3 separate regions of the Macaca mulatta genome follow, and all the other regions are linked to region 1. The links are chromatin contacts, called in public Hi-C maps. All regions are on one chromosome and are shown on one strand. The core of a region is the stretch at or near the end of the contact, and the rest is flanking DNA. Distances in the headings are between cores, read along the strand shown.

The links. A called contact is a pair of places that touch in the nucleus more often than the background predicts.
Region 2: a contact with region 1 is called in a Hi-C map of fetal cortex germinal zone, with 6 times the contacts expected there. The contact joins the promoter of H2BC13 here to the promoter of H2AC12 in region 1. A contact is called at or near these places in 5 of 14 Hi-C or Micro-C datasets (CD4 T cells, cortical neurons, fetal cortex germinal zone and 2 more).
Region 3: a Hi-C map of fetal cortex germinal zone shows a contact between it and region 1, with 2.4 times the contacts expected there. The contact joins the promoter of LOC144340542 here to the promoter of H2AC12 in region 1. A contact is called at or near these places in 4 of 14 Hi-C or Micro-C datasets (CD4 T cells, blood, fetal cortex germinal zone and 1 more).

Annotation. Positions count from the first base shown.
Region 1 is chr4:156,160,473-156,163,246 of T2T-MMU8v2.0, reverse strand. It overlaps H2AC12 (H2A clustered histone 12), which reads left to right and starts at 1,342. Exons shown (of 1, transcript XM_001093153.5): 1 at 1,342-2,010. The coding sequence starts at 1,372. The coding sequence ends at 1,758. H2BC12 (H2B clustered histone 12) reads right to left here and starts at 1,053. Exons shown (of 2, transcript NM_001260530.1): 1 at 640-1,053. The coding sequence starts at 1,029. The coding sequence ends at 649.
Region 2 is chr4:155,489,370-155,492,143 of T2T-MMU8v2.0, reverse strand. H2BC13 (H2B clustered histone 13) reads right to left here and starts at 1,381. Exons shown (of 1, transcript XM_078000799.1): 1 at 1-1,381. The coding sequence starts at 1,307. The coding sequence ends at 927. It overlaps H2AC13 (H2A clustered histone 13), which reads left to right and starts at 1,603. Exons shown (of 1, transcript NM_001194031.2): 1 at 1,603-2,066. The coding sequence starts at 1,609. The coding sequence ends at 2,001.
Region 3 is chr4:155,618,981-155,621,754 of T2T-MMU8v2.0, reverse strand. LOC144340542 reads left to right here and starts at 1,374. Exons shown (of 4, transcript XM_078000813.1): 1 at 1,374-1,533. The coding sequence starts at 1,381.

The sequences.
Region 1 (2,774 bases), core at 93-2,592:
TCTTCACTCATGAGAAAAGCTGTGCTCCTCCCCTTACCCTTGCAGACTATCCTGCCTGGTGGTCTGGCATCTTCCCGATGTCTTGTGGGCTGGAGAGGTGGAAACGGGGGGGGGGTGAGAGGGAAGCAAGGCAGAGCTGGGTACAGCCTAGAAGGGGTTAAACAAGGTAATTGCTCGCGCGAAAGCCATACGTACTGGTAGGCCATCGGGAACCAAATTTACAAATATATAAACTCAAGTTAGAACTCCTTTAAATGGTGGAAAGTACACGTGACACAATAGGCTTTCAACAAGTTCTAACAGGAAGTCACAGCACTCGACACAACGGAAGTATCCATTTTCGCGCCAAGAGCCAGGAAGCACTTTCTGTTAACGCAAATTTCCTGCACATCCTTAATTTTTTAGGCGCCATATTCCCTACTCAGTACTCTCAGTACTAACAAAGTGCATATGGCTTCTTTAGCCTGTACTCGATTACAAGCACTGTACACATTACTCAATGTAATGAGATCATAACAACCCCTTTAAAGACATCGCCATTATTTAAACCTGGATTAGGAACACGTGTTTGCAGCTCTAATAGCGACAATTTAAGTGGCTCTTAAAAGAGCCTTTGGGGTTGGGCTTTAAGACGCTTACTTGGCAGGTTTACTTAGCGCTGGTGTACTTGGTGACGGCCTTGGTGCCCTCCGACACCGCGTGCTTGGCCAACTCCCCGGGCAGCAGCAGGCGCACGGCCGTCTGGATCTCCCTGGAGGTGATGGTCGAGCGCTTGTTGTAATGCGCCAGACGGGAAGCCTCACCCGCAATGCGCTCAAAGATGTCGTTGACGAAGGAGTTCATGATTCCCATGGCCTTAGAGGAGATGCCGGTGTCGGGGTGGACCTGCTTCAGCACCTTGTACACGTACACGGAGTAGCTCTCCTTGCGGCTGCGCTTGCGCTTCTTGCCGTCTTTCTTCTGGGCCTTAGTCACTGCCTTCTTCGAGCCCTTCTTGGGCGCAGGAGCGGACTTCGCTGGCTCCGGCATGTCGAGGGCGAACTACGAGTCGAGGCGGACTAACAGCAGATCGAGAAAACGGGAAGTAATGGGAGCAAGGCACCAGGAGTCGTTTTTATATAGAACCTCTCATGCAAATGAGGTGAAGAGTTAAAGTCCTGTATCTGATTGGTGGTTATTCAGGGTGACCTCAGAGGTTAGTTATACCTAATCAACCAATCAGCAAATCCAAAAGATGTACTTCCATTGGTTAAAATTAAGTGGCAACTCTAACCAATGACATATCTTCTTTTTCGCGCCCAGTGGTGTTTATAAAAGGCGCTGCCTCTCCACTTTCGTTTCGCTGGGTATTTTAAGTAAGTTGTGGCCAGTATGTCTGGACGTGGCAAGCAAGGCGGTAAAGCTCGCGCTAAGGCCAAGACCCGTTCTTCTCGGGCTGGGCTGCAGTTCCCTGTGGGCCGAGTGCACCGCTTACTCCGCAAGGGCAATTATGCAGAGCGGGTTGGGGCCGGCGCGCCGGTGTACCTGGCTGCGGTGCTGGAGTACCTGACTGCTGAGATCCTGGAGCTGGCCGGCAATGCGGCCCGCGACAACAAGAAGACCCGCATCATCCCGCGTCACCTCCAGCTGGCTATCCGCAACGATGAAGAGCTCAACAAGCTGCTGGGCAAAGTCACCATCGCGCAGGGTGGTGTCTTGCCCAATATCCAGGCCGTGCTGCTGCCTAAGAAGACTGAGAGCCACCATAAGGCCAAATAAGGAGCGAGGTTGTGAAAACTGAAAAACAAAGGCTCTTTTCAGAGCCACGCTACACTGTCCTAGAGAAAGCTGGACACGGTCATGTTTGTTTCACTTCATGTTTGTTTCATTAGATCACATTGTAAAGCGCTTCTTTCCCGGTTGGGCTGGAGTAACTCTTTACAATGTTTTTTGATGTAACTTAATCCACTGGAAGGCAATGAAAACCCACAAGTTATTGTAGGATACACCGGAGAAGCTTATTCAGCAGGAGTAATAAGTGAAATCAAATATGCAAATCCCTGAAGTCTATTTACCAACTCCAGAGTTTATGTTTGTTTTTGAGATGGAGTCTTTCCCTGTTGCCCAGGCTGGAGTGCAGTGGTGCGATCTCGGCTCACTGCAACCTCCACCTCCCAGGTTCAAGCGATTCTCCTGCCTGAGCCTCCCGAGTAGCTGGGATTATAGGCATGCACCACCATCCTCAGCTAATTTTTGTGTTTTTAGTAGAGACGGGGTTCCACCATGCTGGCCTGGCTGCTCTCGAACTCCTGACCTCAGGTGATCCGCCCGTGTCGGCCTCCCAAAGTGCTGGGATTACAGGCGCGAGCCACCACGCCAGGCCTCCAGTGTAATAATTATATTACATTAATAGTGTTGTCAAACAGCCATAAAAATGGGATATACTCGCCACTCTTTAAAGGCAAATTTTGCAATTCTAAGTATTCTTGAAAAGCAAGAAAGGTCAGCCTAATTCTTAAGTGGTCTAACTCTTAAGAGCAACTTTACCCAGGTGATGAAAGTCTAGTGACTCATTTGCATTACAATTTGATTCCGATGAGAGGAGAATATGGGATGCAGAATTTCCTGAATCCCATATTTGTAAATCCTTAGCCCCATTTCTTTGGAGAAGGTGTATTAATGCACTCTTTTAGTAACTCAGGATACAACATGGCTTTTTCTGTCTAGTTAATTTGTATTATCAAATTTATTAGATCAGGATTGCTATTGCTTTTGATTGCTTGTCCACATTAATT
Region 2 (2,774 bases), core at 132-2,631, 670 kb after region 1:
GTATTGACAATTAGGAGAAGGCAAGGTGCTAACTTTCACTGATCACTTTTTATTTATTTATTTATTTATTTGAGACAAGACCTGGCTTTATTGCCCAGGCTAGAGTGCAGTGGTGCGGATCTCAGCTCACTGCAACCTCCAACTACCAGGCTCAAGCCCTCCTCCCACTTTAGCCCCCTAAGTAGCTGGGACAACAGGGGCGCGCCACCGCTCCTGGCTAATTTTTGTACTTTTTACAGAGCCGGGGTTTTGCTATGTTGCCGAGACTGGTTGCGAACTCCTGGGCTCAAGCGATCAGCACTCCTCCACCTCCCAAAGTGCTTGGTCTGCAGGCATAAGCCTACCGCACCCAGCCCTGTAGTTTCCAATTTAGTCTGAATGATTAAAAAGGCCAGCCTTGTTTCCCTAGTGCTGTTTTTGGCTTTTACCTTGGGTCTTTTGTCGGGCCTTAAAATCATGTCTGGTTGCGCAACTGTGGGAAGGCATTGGGTAAAGGGGGCGCCACCGCAGTTGCTGCGCCAACATCCAGGTATCCCAAACCCACCGCCTGGCCGGGCGGTGTCAAACGCTTCACTGGTCTCATCTTTTTAGAAACCCGTGGATACTCAAGGCATTTCCGGATAACGTGATCCCGGGTGCGCTTGACTTACACGGAACAAGCAAAACGCAAGACACTGCTAAGGACCTAGTTTATGCCCTCAAGGGCCAAAGTCGGAACCTCTATGGTGTTGGCAGCTATATGCACGTACCTCATGTATATTTCACTTGAAAAGGCTTTCAAAGAGCTTAATTAATTTAGCAGATGGACCAACAAAATGATTTATGATCCCTCGCCCCCAGCGTTCGGAAGAGCGAATCAGCTCTTCTTTAGATAATAGTGAGTGGCTCTGAAAAGAGCCTTTGGGTTTGACAAAGAGCTTGAGAATTTACTTGGAGCTGGTGTACTTGGTGACGGCCTTGGTGCCCTCCGACACCGCGTGCTTGGCTAGCTCCCCCGGAAGCAGCAGGCGCACGGCCGTCTGAATCTCCCTAGAGGTGATAGTAGAGCGCTTGTTGTAATGCGCCAGGCGGGAAGCCTCGCTCGCGATGCGCTCGAAGATGTCGTTGACGAAGGAGTTCATGATCCCCATGGCCTTAGAAGAGATGCCGGTGTCGGGGTGGACCTGCTTCAGCACCTTGTACACGTACACCGAGTAGCTCTCCTTGCGGCTGCGCTTGCGCTTCTTGCCATCCTTCTTCTGGGCCTTGGTCACCGCTTTCTTGGAGCCCTTCTTCGGGGCGGGAGCAGACTTGGCCGGCTCGGGCATGATGAAATAATACTGGTAAGAAGAAAACAAGAACTTGGTCTCCTCTTTTTATATAATAGTTTATGTGGACGAGGTAGGGGGGAAGGTCTCTGCTGATTGGTGATTATCCTTGGATGACGTCAGATGCCAGTTTTGCCCAATCAAAATAGGTATCCTGCATAATTGAGTCCTATTGGTCTAAATAAAAATAAAACGTTAGCCAATCGAGCAGCTTCCTTTTCGCGCCCAGTAGAGGCTATAAAAACTGCGTTTTTCTACTTTCGTCTGTCCTTTTTAACTGTATAGATACAGGCCTTTTGCCATGTCTGGGCGTGGTAAGCAGGGAGGCAAAGCTCGCGCCAAGGCCAAGACCCGCTCTTCTCGGGCCGGGCTTCAGTTTCCCGTGGGCCGAGTGCACCGCCTGCTCCGCAAAGGCAACTATGCCGAGCGGGTCGGGGCTGGGGCACCGGTGTACCTGGCTGCGGTGCTGGAGTACCTGACCGCCGAGATCCTGGAGCTGGCTGGCAACGCGGCCCGCGATAACAAGAAGACTCGCATCATCCCGCGTCACCTCCAGCTGGCCATCCGCAACGACGAGGAGCTCAACAAACTGCTGGGCAAAGTCACCATCGCACAGGGTGGTGTTCTGCCCAACATCCAGGCCGTGCTGCTGCCAAAGAAGACCGAGAGCCACCACAAGGCGAAGGGCAAGTAGAACGCTGGATTAGTTTGCAGCAACTCAATCCCAATGGAACCAAAGGCTCTTTTCAGAGCCACCTACAATTTTGTGGAAGAACTGAGCACTACTTTTAATATGATTTCTCGTCTTCGCCTACTAGTAAACCACTCCAAAGGTTAACGTACATCAGTCTTCGGTGACTTGGTTAGGTAGTGGCAATCTCATTAGCTTTTTAAAAAGCCTGGATAACGTTAAAAGTATTAAACCGCCTTCATCTTAAGCTTAACACAAGAAGATTTGGTTTTTCTTAATTTGGCATTATCCAAGTATATTATTCTATATGGTTCACTGTCGGGTTTTACTGACACTCAACCATTTTTAGATTGTTGGAAGCAAACATGACTGCTTTGGGACCAAATGCATTCTTGGTCTTGGTAAATGACAAACCGAGCATTCGACGTTTAGTCTAAATCTAGATCAACGGCTTGGATTCTTTATTTCTGAGAAAGATCTCTCGAATCAGAATAATTAGATTGCACTTGAACATTAATGATTGAGTTGAGAGAATAATTTCTAATTAGATTAATTAGAACAGTTAATTATGGTGCCAGGTAGTTGTCTTTGAAGCATTTTCTGAAAATTCATTGAAATTAAAATTTCTCGAGCTTTCTCACCCCCAGCCACACAAATTGATTTCTTAGTAGAGAGATGACTATTAATTTGTTTCAGCATGGTAAATTCCACTTTTAAAATATCTGACTTGATGTTTTTAATCTGATTTAATAAATCAGATCTGGATGTACAAATGG
Region 3 (2,774 bases), core at 125-2,624, 540 kb after region 1:
AGAGTAGACTTTTATAGACCTGCTCACGGTGGCATAAGACTGATAGCAAACTACATCAGATTATAACAGCTTTCAGAGGTAGTGGTGGTGGGCAAGTTATTAGTCTACAAGAGAAAGATACTCTTTCTGCATCAGACGTCTCATCAGCAACCTTGAATGAATGTTAGGAGAAAACAAAATAATGTCTCAAAATCTGGAGGAAAAATGTTTTAACACAGAATTCCATAGCTATGCATAACATCAAATGTGAAGTTGGAATAAAGACATTTATAAACCTATGACGACTCAAAAAGCTGACCTACATTTTAAGAAGCAAACTGAATATATATACTACAGGGAGAATAGGGAGGAAGAAAGAGAAAGACATGGAACTCAGGAAATGATGGATCCAATCTAGGAGCTCAAAAATGAAAAACCACAAGATGACAGCTATTCAAGAAACCTAGAATGCAACTAATCCATACGGGAGCAGGAAGCTAAAGGACTCAGAGAAGGAGATTTATTAGAGAGGAGGGGATCATGCAGAATAGATTTGAGAACTTGGTAAGTGATAAGACTGTTAATCATTCTGGAAGAAATGTGGCTTGACATATCTGCATGTATGGTAAAGGAGGATTAATATTCCTTCAACATGGAAATAAGTGAGGAGCTGTAGTTAAGAATGTTAAATTAGGCCAGGCGCGGTGGCTCAAGCCTGTAATCCCAGCACTTTGGGAGGCCGAGACGGGTGGATCACGAGGTCAGGAGATCGAGACCATCCTGGCTAACACAGTGAAACCCCGTCTCTACTAAAAAATACAAAAAAAAATAGCCGGGCGAGGTGGCGGGCGCCTGTAGTCCCAGCTACTCGGGAGGCTGAGGCAGGAGAATGGCCTGAACCCGGGAGGCGGAGCTTGCAGTGAGCTGAGATCCGGCCACTGCACTCCAGCAAGGGGGACAGAGTGAGACTCCGTCTCAAAAAAAAAAAAAAAAAAAAAAAGAATGTTAAGTTAGAATGCATTATTCAGCTGCAAAATAAAAAATAAAAATGGGAAAAAGGAAGAATAATCCAATTGGCTTAGGACAGAAATACATCTCATGTGACAGGGAGTACAGAGGTTGGTACTCTGTTTCTCTATGATTAGCACTGTTCTACCACATGCACTGTACTATTCTGTATACCTTTGTATATATACTTTGAAACTTTTTCCGCACAATTTCTCTGGGAAACCTGGACCTTTCTTCTCCCCCTGTTTAGAAGGGAAGCTGAGGAGAGTCAAAGACACATGGATCATTAACAGTCGGAATAAACCACAGAGACGCGGAAACTTCGGAGGTTTCTAGAGCGGACCCGGAAATGACGCCAGGGGATGCAAACCCTTCTTCCCCTTTTTGCTGCCCATGAAGCTTACCGTTAGTGGTCAAGTTTTTCTGGAAGTGGGCTTTCGCGATCGCGGGGACCAACGCCCTGAGCTTTTGTGCCCAAACGGGATCGCCAGGTTCTTTGATGCGGATCGAAAGGGGCCGGGCCCCGGAGCCTACAACCTGACCCAAGTAGGACTTGGAGAAATGTCGAGAAACCTAGGTCTGGGACTTGAGTTGGCTTCCAGGGCACACAATCTTGTTCAGAAGAAACACATTGCAAAAATCCGGAGGTGACGGGCAGATGAAGGCACCCATGTGTCGGCGCTTCGCCTCCGGACTCCAATGCAACCTACGGGGCTTTTGGAAAGGAGGAAGTCGATGACTCTGCAGGGACTCCTCTGGTCCAGGAGCAGATGCCTTTTGTCTGGGCACTCCCCAGCAGAAAAGGTGCATCGGGAAGCAGCCTGGCTTGTGGATGGTAGTAAGTCACTGTTGATGGGTTGGGTACAGGGAGGGATTTAAGTTCTTGAGCGACAGGTGCTAGGGAGTTTACCTGCTCTGGATAACACTATCTTGTGGAAGACAGTCACCTGGAAAACAGAAATGGCGGGACTGTGTTGAATACACTGATGATTCTGGGCTTCAGGTGAATAGGAAATGTATAAGGTTATAGATGAGTGTGTGCTCATCGGACAGTAGCAGTGCATCTCAACAGTCGGCCTCTCAGTCCTCCTCTTCCTTAGAATCACCTATAGAGCTTTAAAATTTCCTGGATAATGTTAATGTGCAGCCAGGGATGATGACCACTGGGCTACAGTCAAATCTAAGAGGCGCATCTCACCCTTTGTTCTGATGGACAGAAACCATTATTCTGACACCGTGCCTGTTGGAGGCATTGTACCTTAAGTAGCACTTAATTCATGTATGCTGGATTCGCTGACTGAAACTTACCAGCAGAGTACTGAATCTTGAATAATACAAGGAACGAGTAGAGTAAGGTAGTTCTCATTTTATCCTTATCTAATATAAGAAATCCAGCACTGGCCCGGCACGGTGGCTCACGCCTGTAATCCCAGCACTTTGGGAGGCCGAGGGGGGCGGATCACGAGATCAGAAGATCTAGACCATCCTGCCTAACACGGTGAAACCCCCTCTCTACTAAAAATACAAAAAATTAGCCGGGCGTGGTGGTGGGCCCCTGTAGTACCAGCTACTCCGGAGGCTGAGGCAGGAGAATGGCGTGAACCCGGGAGGCGGAGCTTGCAGTGAGCCGAGATGGCGCCACTGCAATCCAGCCTGGGCGACAGAGCAGACTCCATCTCAAAATAAATAAATACATACATACATACATACATACATACATACATACATACATACATAAAAAAGAAAGAAATCCAGCACTATTTCTCTGTTTAAGAAGTTTTTTCTTC